3 separate regions of the Mus musculus genome follow, and regions 2 and 3 are each linked to region 1. A link is a contact called in public HiCAR-type and promoter capture Hi-C data. All regions are on one chromosome and are shown on one strand. Each heading gives the region's core, a stretch centred on a gene start, on an enhancer-like site or on the middle of the called end of the contact. The rest is flanking DNA. Distances are from core to core; before and after follow the strand shown. Region 1 holds the start of Ahcyl1 (S-adenosylhomocysteine hydrolase-like 1). Region 2 holds the start of Ppm1j (protein phosphatase 1J). Region 3 holds the start of St7l (suppression of tumorigenicity 7-like).

Region 1 (3,222 bases), core at 536-3,035:
CTGCACGTATGCATTTTGCTTGTAAGAACTCTAACTTTGTATTCAAATAGTGCAGATTGCAAAAGGTCACTTCTCTAACAAAGCAGTTGGGGAATGAGAGCACTAAAAATGAGGTCAACTGGATCCCTTAGGATGGAGGGACCTTCTATAAACCTTTCAAAGGTGTTATTGGTGACATTCTCAATTTTGTGAGAAAACAGAGCTAAAGCACACAGCAATGACTTTTTTTTTTTTCCCCAAGACCAGTCAATTAGTTTCCTGGAGGAAAATAAATAAAGCCCTCTCAGGCACTGAGAGCAGCTTAACTAGTTCCAGTACAGGAGCCTTGGGGATTAACTGCTCTGCAAACCTTGCTCAGCTGAATCTATATCATCCTTGAACCCTACAAATACTGTAGGCAGGATTGATTGTGAAGAGACTTTATACAAGAGGAAACTATTTCAGAAAGGTCACCTCCTTGTTCCACTGCTAATTGGGTACCAGGTTAGAGGAAGGGTCAGCAAAGGTTCGACAGAAAGCACTGGAGACCCCGACCCTACCACTGAGAGAGCTAGTTAGACTCAGCCCTCCATAGATCACCTTTTCCAAGAGCCATAGAAGGATGTCCTTTGAGCTCAACCCCCAGCACAATAGGCTGAACTTGTAAGTGCAGTAAAGAATGAGCAATCATTTCTTCCCACCCACCTCCCCAACCCACCCAAGCTCCTTTCTGGAGGGATGTCTAAGTGATCTATTCACATGACTGCGATCAACCTGCATCCATGACAGTGTCTACTGTCACCAACCTCTAAATTTTCCTTTCTCACATACTTCCTAGCAGGTGGAAGACTGCACGGCGATTACCATTTTGCCTTTCCATCTCTTGTTGCTTTTAGAACCGTCAGCTGCATAAACCAGTTCATACGATTCTTTCCTCTTGCCTCTAAGCGATCACGCAGTTGTTGGTCGAACGGCCAATTCTCCCCCAAGAAGATGCTTTGAAAAAGAGCTGCCTGATTTCCCCCACTCACCTGAGGGGAAATTTCCTGCACAACCTCATCCCCTGGACAGGTCACAGGGGTCAGCTGAGTCGCTCACCCCCTCCCAATCTCGTCTTCAAGGCCCTCCATCCAGGAAAAGTCAGTCGCGAATTTAAGGCCTGGCCCTGTCGGGCTTCAGTAAGATCCAGGAGGACTCCGGCCGAGGGACAAAGAAAAGCGAGGTCAGAGCGGCCTCTTTGGCTCCAGCTAGGCCCATCGCCGCTCACCGGCCACCCACTACATCGTGTCAATGGTCCTGAGCACCCCAAACCCTAGCCCTAAGTCCCGAACTACCCGAGTCCGGGCCCGGGGCTTGCTCGCGCCCCTTCCTCGAGGGCCCTCGCCGCCACCCAGAGCCCCGCACCTTCTTGGGAGCCTTGGTGACCGTGGCCATGAAGGAGTACTTCTCGGCGTCCTCGATCTCCTTGGCCTGTTTCAGCTCCTCCCCGACACCGGGCAGCGGCATCGCGTCAGGCATCGACATCCCCCGGCCGGCCCGGCCCGCGGCTAACCCGCCGCCCCCGCCTCTTTCCCTCACGGGCGCCCGCCCGTCCGCGCGGCGCCCTCGGCCACGCGCTCGCCCGCCTTCCCGCCAGGCCCCGCGCCGAGCTGCTTGGGCTTCCGAAGGGCTGGGACCCGCGCGCGCGCGCCTCGTCGGCTCCGAGACCGGAGCCTGCCGGACAGCGACGGCGGCCACAGAACCAGAAGCAACAGCACGCAGCTCCGACCTGCCCGCGCAGCCACCTCCGCCACACGCAAGCACGCACGCAAAGTAAGGGTAGAGGGCGGAGACGCCACGTCAAGTACTGGCAGCCCCAAGGAGAGGGGGGCGGAAAGAGGCGGGGACAAATGGCGCGCTCTGGTGACGTCAACATGCTGGGCCGGGCCGCAGGAATCGCCCCTCCTTTCCTGCGCCTCGGTGATGAACGTCCCAGGGTGAGTAGTTGAACCTTGTCTGCCGCCAGGTGGTGCCATCAGCCCTATTGAGCCGAGTGTGACTCCTATAAAGATGCCACAAGACTAAGGGTCTTTGGACTACCAACTCCCCAGGAAACCTCAGCATGGGGAGGTGGCAGAGCATCGGGGATCGGGAAGATGGCATATCAAGAGCGATGCTTGGGAGCATAAACCAGAGTCCCACCGGACACATTTTACCCGGCCCTTTTTGGGAAAATTCAGTGTTAGAGACAGCCTACTCCCGGCCCACACCCTGGGCCCTTTGGGCCAGAAGTCCATTTCCAGGGGACAGTGTTTGCTTTTTTACTTCACAGGGGTGCAGAACAAGCTGAGAGCAGTCTGGTTTCTACACAACCCTTTATGACCTCCATCACCATCTCCTCCTGGGCCTTGTCTGTTTACAAGACCTTCAGGCTGCAGTGCTGATGTGAAGAGGTCATTAAGATAAGGTTGATGGGTTGGTCAGAGGGCAGAGAACAGGGCAGATTGAGAAAAAGTCCCAGCCAAATGGGTTCTCCTGCTCCATGCTCTCTAGGCAGTAGGCTCTCCCTGCCAGCTCCACTCTCAGTGAGTGTAGTGCAGAACGTTCAGTTTGGACTCGCACAGTTTCTGGATTCTACTGTGTACAGCCCCCGTATAAAGGCCCTGGGATGGTAGAGGTGCATGTGGCATATTTATGTTTTCCAAGAACCCATCCATTTGGGAAGGGAAAGCCTATTCGTAAGCTGGGGTCAACTGCGGTATCTTATCCTTTGAGAGTCATTCAAATGACATTGGCTCCAATTCCTATGTCCTGTGGAAAGTACAATGTTGTCCCCAGGATTTCTGTGAATTACTGAGGGGACTTAGGTTTTCATGGTCATCTCTGGCTCTAGTTTGCTGCCTCATCTGAAACATTACTCACTATTCCAGTCTTACAACTGTTTCTTTAGCTCTTGTAGTCACATCAGCCCCTTTCTCTTTCCAACTCTTACTCCTAAACCACAAAAAATGAGGCTATAACATGTAGCAGAACTTTTAATGAAGGTTTGTTGGTCAAAGGGGAGAGGTTACATCACATAGCAAACAGTCTACAATTACATTTCTGAAATGTTCCAAAAAGAGATTTCAGCCATCTATCTCACCATTGGGATTTCTCAATGACCACAATCTCCCTCAAAGCTCTCTAGTATACTCCGCATCTAGCTGTTTCCTGTGGCTCCTTTTTCATTCCTTTGCTTCACTCTTCTCTCTTGGGTGGACTCTG
Region 2 (3,222 bases), core at 502-3,001, 2.9 Mb before region 1:
TCAGATGCACGAGAGCCCTAGAGTTTGGTTATAGATGGGAGCCAGAGTGGTTCCAGAGTTCAGGGGAGCAGCTAGCATCCCTGTCCATGATCTGATACTGGAGTCCAGGGGTCAATAGACCCCAGTTCTGTGGCGTGGCCCATCTTTGCAGTCACACTGTGGATGCTGTGAAGAGCCCAGAAGCTGGGTGATGCCGAAAGGTGATAGATAAACTGACCCAGAAACACTGAATAATAAAACTAAAGCTTTTTTTTTTCTCTCTCTCCAGTCTTTGGCTTCCCACTGACATTATCAGACAGTTGGCTTCAGTTTTTCTCAGGAAGAAAACACTCATAGTGGCAGTATGCATGTTCTTTGCCCCTGGCTGCCTTTGAGTCTGATTTTATCAGTCCTCCCCACCTCTACCCTGGTGATTTCATTTTTCTCTGCCCTGCCCTTCCCCTACCCCCAAACACAGACCTAATTACAGCAAGTTTGTACTTTGAATGACCACTGTGTAATTTTTATTTAGAAGTGGTCGAGAAAGGCGGCACAGGTTAGCCCAGGATATGAACAGGATGCACATAGCTGGGTGCCTTGAGGTGGAGTCTCAGCTAAGAACAGGGAGTCGTGGTTCCCTCAAGGAAGGGCCTTGACTTCTGCTAAACTGTGTGTTGGGGATAGATGAAGGAGTGGATAGTGATCAACTCTCTAAGCCCAAGTATAAGGACAGAATTCTTTCTGAATCGGGTCAGTAATCCTTCCCTAGAGAGAAGACAGAGAAAAACAGCCCCTCTGTGTGAATCGTAGTGGGCTTTCCTGCGACCCACACACGCTTTTGGCCTGGCCTTTGTCTCCCCCTGGCGGTAGCCAGAGAACTTGCTCAGCATTGCTTTTCTGCTTGCAACCTCAGGGTGGAAATTTAGGAGTCCCGCTCCCCTCTGGGCCTTTTTCCTAGTCCAGAGAAGCCAGTATCTGTAGCAGGTTCTGACATGGGTATGAATCTCTAAGTGACTGCGTGAATCTTAGGCAAGTCTATAAAAGAACAGGAGACTGTCTACTCCTACTTCATCTGTAAAATGGGTGTAGCTTACCTTGCATCGTTTTGTATAGTGATCTAACAACTAGACCGTGCCTTATAGAGGGCCCAGTGTGGAGCAAGCCCTCAATAATCATATTTATTTACTATGTCGTTAACCTTACTAACTGGCCAGCAGACGTCTAAATATGGAGGTACGGTTCTGAGAAAGTGGGATGGAAGTGACAATTGTTCTTTCGAACGTGGAGGTGACCTTTAGGAAGAATAGTGCCTTCAGGCTGCCTGGCCTGGTTAGCACCGCGACTAGCACCAGTTCTCTCTGCTCTCGACTCTGCAGCCCTAACCCAAAGTGTTGTCACACCAAACCCTTCACACCCAAGAGGATGTTTCGCTCTGAAGTCATCAGCTCTATAATTCTCCATTCTGGCTGGCCCACCCCCAACCGAGCGCGAGGAGGCTGCCTCGCCCACCCTCGTCATAATGGGCAAATTCTAGCGGATTAAATCTAGCGGATGTCTAACCTACAGCATGGTTGAAATATTTCCTTCGTTCCGCTTCTTTCCCACAATAGACCCTTCCCCTTTGACACTCAGGCGGGACAAAGCAGGGATGCGGAGGCGAGGAGCGGGTGGAGCAGTTCCCGGGTAGCCTGGAGCCTGGGGAAGTTTGTTAAGGACCAGGAGTGGGCACCGCCCACCTGGAACCCTAGGGGCGGGGCCTCTCAGGGGGCGGGCCCACGGTCGAGGGCGGGGCACGGAGGCAGCATGCTAAACCGGGTGCGCTCAGCCGTGGCGCACCTGGTGAGCTCGGGTGGCACTTCTTCCCAGCGCTCCAAGTCCCCAGATCTGCCCAACGCTACCTCAGCGCCTCCCGCCGCCCAAGAAACACCTAAGAGTTCCCGGGAGAAGCCTGGGAACCAGGTCGGCGCGCCCCAGAAGACCGCGGAGACTACTGTGAGCTTCTCTCGACCCACCTTTCTGCAGCTGAGCCCCGGAGGGCTGCGGCGCGCCGACGACCACGCAGGCCGGGCTGTGCAAAGCCCCCCAGACACCGGCCGCCGCCTGCCCTGGAGCACAGGCTATGCCGAGTGAGCGCCCCGGGGCTCCCAGACGAGGATGGGACTCCCATTCTCCCGGGAGACGCATCCCGGCTTCAGGAACCATCCCAGGAACCTGCACCCCTCCCAGACATCCCCCGGACGGGGTGCAAATTCCACGACCTTCTTCAGGACCTTGTTCACCCTGCCCCTCGTCGACTCAGGACAGTCCCCACCCAGGGAGGGCGCAGGGAGCACCGCCGAGGATGAGTTGGCGGGTTCCAAGTCGCGGCCCGCGGTTCACAGGCTAGGGGAGGGGAGGTTTGAGAAGGACTAGTTCCTTTTGCCAGGGAGATCGCGGGTGGAAAGACTCGCTCATCCGCTTCCTGGCCCCAGCTCCCCAGTTCCCTGTCCTTCTTACCGGTCCCCTCCCCCTCCACACCCAGAAATAGCCCGCGACACCAGAAGGCCTCTGGCTTCCCGGGCGGGGGAGGGGTCCGCCCGCAGAGCACGACGGTTCCCTTTGGTTATGGGTGTGTAGACAGATAGGTGCCGGTAGAGATCAGCGTACTCTCAGAACCTGTATATTTTAAAATCATCTTCGGGGAAAGCCAAGCCAAGCCACCAGGGGAATGGGGGCACTGAGGTCGTGGAAGGAGGTGGTGGGTAGCCCCGCACCTCCTCATTAGCTTCTCCGTTGGAAGGGGTTTGTAGCTAAGAGATTCCTGCCCAGTCCAGGTGGGTCTACATACCCTATTTGGGCCGGAGCGCTTACCCACTCTTAAGAAAAACCGGAACTTTCACTGGGTCGTTTTAGGATGAGGGTTAATGTGTGCATGAAGGTGAAGGTGCCATGAATCACTGTCTGAGCTGGTTGAGACTGGAGGTGGGGTGTAGTATTTTGACCAGCAGGGGAGTAAAATTTACTGTTCCTGTTTGGCCACTCCCACCCCCACCCCCAGCACCACCTTCCGGAAAGTCTCCTTAGCCAAGGATGGAGGAACTGAGGCAGGCAGTTACTGTTGCGGGCCTTTCTATGAGGCTGTACGTTCTGCCGCCAGACAGTACTTCTTGCTGGCCCTGCCTTCTCCTCTTCCCTCTGGCTTGGAGCCCAGGCAGCTGTGACCTTTTTCAGCTTGGCCAGCGAGCAGGAGAGGATGTGTGTGTG
Region 3 (3,222 bases), core at 216-2,715, 2.8 Mb before region 1:
ACAGTGGCTCATTCATACACAGGTGTATGTTAAATTATTCTTTTTGAAGAAGTGATTAAAAATAGTCTGTTCCCCTGTCAACAATCTCCAATTTCTTTTTCGAAGAACCCAGGCAGATTTTATAGAACATTGGAGAGCACATACTTTGTAACAGTCACTGCAGGAAACAAAAGACATATTCTTGTCCCTAAGTTAGCTAATGAGACCATTCTAACTTGTAGCAGCCCTAAGAGTCTGTGTTTATGGAAGAACTAAGTACTTTCCTTTTTGGACAGTTTAGCAAATGTACGTTGTCAGAAAAAGTTATACTATCAAATTTGGAATACACCCTGGTATTTAAAACACTTTTAAAGATCTATGTACACAAACGACACTCTTGACATACCCAGCTATAAAGCACCATAGTAGGTCATCAAAAAAGGTTGGGTGTTTCATCCAAACCGAATGTGTTAAATGTGAGGTTTATTTACGACCCATTTAACCTTTCTGGAGTTGAAAAAAAAGTCGTCTGGCTATTTCTCACTGCTTAACAGGAAGTTAAAAAAACAAAACAAAACAAAAGACTTTGAAAAAAATTATAGTTAAGATTAAGACAGAAGGGACGGAGTCACCTTGGGGCTAAACGTTCACACAAGAGAGCATAGGCAGGAATAAAGGTGCTGGTCAAATTCTTAAGCAAATCCCTTGAGGTTTACTGATTTATTTTTATCCAATTAGTTTAATCGTCAGTAGTAGAGAAAAGATGAGAGAGGGTGTGTATTTCGGTGGACAGACACCACCAGAGGACCTCTCCCTCCCTGACAAGGAGTCCTGACAGCAAAATCACTTCCTGAGGAAGGAGGAGCAAAAGGGAAGTTAAGGAGGCCACTCTGATCAGGAAGTGACTCGTTCTAAACTAACCCCAATCATACCTATAAATGGGGGGATGGGGTGAGCCCCAACTGCCAAAAGCGGTAAAATAACTGCTGCCTGACACGTCCCGACATCACCTTCACCTCCTCTCTTATAATTACAGAAAAGAGTCTAGAGTTAAAAGTCAATCAGGCAAAGTGTCTCCTCTTGAAAGAAGGTTGTGCTCTGTCCAGGATGAAAAGAGTTGAGGACTGGGGGACTGGGGCCACCGTGAGGCAGACGAAAGCTCCTTTAAGGAAGGAAGCGTCCCGGGGCCAGAGGGACTATGCCAGCACCGGGAAACAACCTTCTTCTTCCTGGGGGCACCGCCAGGTTTCTCACTGCTGCCGGCTCGGACCCCTGGGCCCCGTCGAGGAAGGAAGTAAAAGAGAGAGGCGGACCCCTTACCTTCTCTTCATCCGACACCCGATCCTCAAAGTCGGCCATCTTGGCTGCTCTGGCCCAGCCCGGCGGGCCGGCGCGAGGCAGGCCGGGAAGGAAGCTGAGTGGCGGAATCACCGAGGGGCCGTCGGAAGGAGCCGCCCGGAAGCTCAGGCCAAGAGGGCGCCATGTCAGTTCCGCGCGGGTGTGACAGCCTGGAGTCGGCGCTCTAGGAAGTCGGCTTGCCCCTCGGGGCTTTGCAGCCTTAACATCTTTCTCCCTGAGTTCCGGTCACTTTCCCATTCGTCCTGGAGTGCTTGGTGGCGGGCCTCGACTCTTGCGTGGCGTCTGGGCTCCCTCTGGTCATGGAGCAGTTGCTACACCTCTAAGTTTTTCTGATCCGGTTGGTCTCCTGGGCCGCCGAGTCCAGGGCACTAAGAGCTGCTCGGCTCTTTGAGACATCAGTACTTTTCCGACCCCGGCACAGGGCGACAGGTTACCCTCAACCACGTATGGAAGAAAAACCACTTCCCTCCGGCGCCACACTGAGTCCGTTTCCAGAAGAATAAGCGCCACCATCAGATGCTTCCCCGCCCTCCTAGAGGACTAGGTAGCCCCTCAGTCGGCCACCGCGCTCCGCCACCTTCCAGATCTCCAGCCAGTTCCCCAGGACTCAGCCTAGACAGAGGCCAGCTTCAAGTCCGCCACTATCCCAGGATTCCCGACTCCGGGTTTCCGGCCCTTCTCCCCTCCCAGGTCCCGGCGCCTGCCGGAGCCGCAAGATGGCGGACGGAGACTACTTCGCGGAAGCCGCGCGGGCCGTGGGGTGTCCCCATGCACCTGTTCCTGGCTTGGGCCTGGGCCCGCCGCTGGGCTGGAAAGAGCGGCTGAAGGCCGGGTTGGCGAACTCTGGGTCCACGCTGTGGTTCCTGGCGGGGCTGGGGCTGCTTTACGCTCTGAGGGTCCCGCTGAGGCTGTGTGACAACGTGACAGCGGGTGAGAGGCCCAAACCTCCCGGACAGTCGGGGACAAGTGCCAAAGATCAGAGATTCTCGGGGAGACATGGAGGGCTTTGCAGAAGGAAATTGGTGTTGCATGCTCCAGTGGGTTTATTTTTGTCGCTTGGGCCACCTCCACCCGGCAGCTGATTGTTAGAACCGTGCTGCAGTTTCCCGGCCCCTCCCTAGATCGCTGAAGGTTCGCCCTCTCTATTCTGTCTACGCTACCACAGGAAAAGCTACCTGACACGCTGCAAGCTCCAGGTAGTAGGACAGAAGAGAGCATTCCCAGATGTGTACACACAGTTTATAGACATTCCTATCGTTTGCAGGGCCCCTTGAAAAGTCGTACCTCAGAGTTTCCCAGCTGCCTAACTTAAAAGAACTCACACCCAGAAAAGCAAGATAAGCACATCTGTCATACACGATAGAAAATGCTATGATTTTAGTGGACCATACTTTTATTGTAAGACAGTTCGGTTAAGAGACGTTTTTCGTAATATTTTTATTGTGAGTAATAAGATAGTCTAGGAAAGGGAGAGGAGAGAGAAGTGCAGACAACGGTGGGTTTGTTTAATATTTTCCTTCGGCAGTTGTACAATGTTTGTCATGTAGCCTGGGCCAAAGATAAAAACTTGTAAGCAGTGTTGACCTGTGCGGATTCTGCAAATACTATTCCCTGGCCGTAGGTAGGATGAAAAGATGGACTCCTGGATCTTTTGTGGCGTTATTGCAGTATTTTTTGCTGCAGCCTCAGAAGAAGATGGAAATATTTCCTTCTTTTTGGTTTTTCGAGACAGGGTTTCTCTGTGTAGCCCTGGCTGTCCTGGAACTCTGTAGACCAGGCTGGCCTCGAACTCAGAAATCCGCCTGCGTCTGCCTCCCAAGTGCTGGGATTAAAGGCTGTGTGCCACCACTGCCTGGTGAAATATTTCTGTTAGATGGTGACACT

The links. HiCAR-type assays count read pairs that join an accessible place to other places. Capture Hi-C pulls out chosen DNA fragments and counts their contacts.
Region 2: a promoter capture Hi-C map of liver shows a contact between it and region 1, with 2.0 times the contacts expected there. The contact joins the promoter of Ppm1j here to the promoter of Ahcyl1 in region 1. A contact is called at or near these places in 2 of 9 other capture datasets (adipose tissue and liver).
Region 3: a contact with region 1 is called in a HiCAR-type map of astrocytes, with 2.7 times the contacts expected there. The contact joins the promoter of St7l here to the promoter of Ahcyl1 in region 1. A contact is called at or near these places in 1 of 115 datasets of contacts at active chromatin or transcription factors (astrocytes) and 1 of 9 other capture datasets (liver).

The regions. Positions count from the first base shown.
Region 1 is chr3:107,694,775-107,697,996 of GRCm38.p6, forward strand. Ahcyl1 (S-adenosylhomocysteine hydrolase-like 1) reads right to left here and starts at 1,786. Exons shown (of 17, transcript NM_145542.4): 1 at 1,384-1,786. The coding sequence starts at 1,503. It overlaps Gm40121 (a long non-coding RNA gene), which reads left to right and starts at 1,451. Exons shown (of 3, transcript XR_003954675.1): 1 at 1,451-1,955.
Region 2 is chr3:104,779,305-104,782,526 of GRCm38.p6, forward strand. Ppm1j (protein phosphatase 1J) reads left to right here and starts at 1,752. Exons shown (of 10, transcript NM_027982.2): 1 at 1,752-2,105. The coding sequence starts at 1,783. It also overlaps a transcript of Tafa3 not described here.
Region 3 is chr3:104,863,041-104,866,262 of GRCm38.p6, forward strand. It overlaps St7l (suppression of tumorigenicity 7-like), which reads left to right and starts at 1,466. Exons shown (of 14, transcript NM_153091.3): 1 at 1,466-2,268. The coding sequence starts at 2,055. It overlaps Capza1 (capping protein (actin filament) muscle Z-line, alpha 1), which reads right to left and starts at 1,465. Exons shown (of 10, transcript NM_009797.3): 1 at 1,300-1,465. The coding sequence starts at 1,338.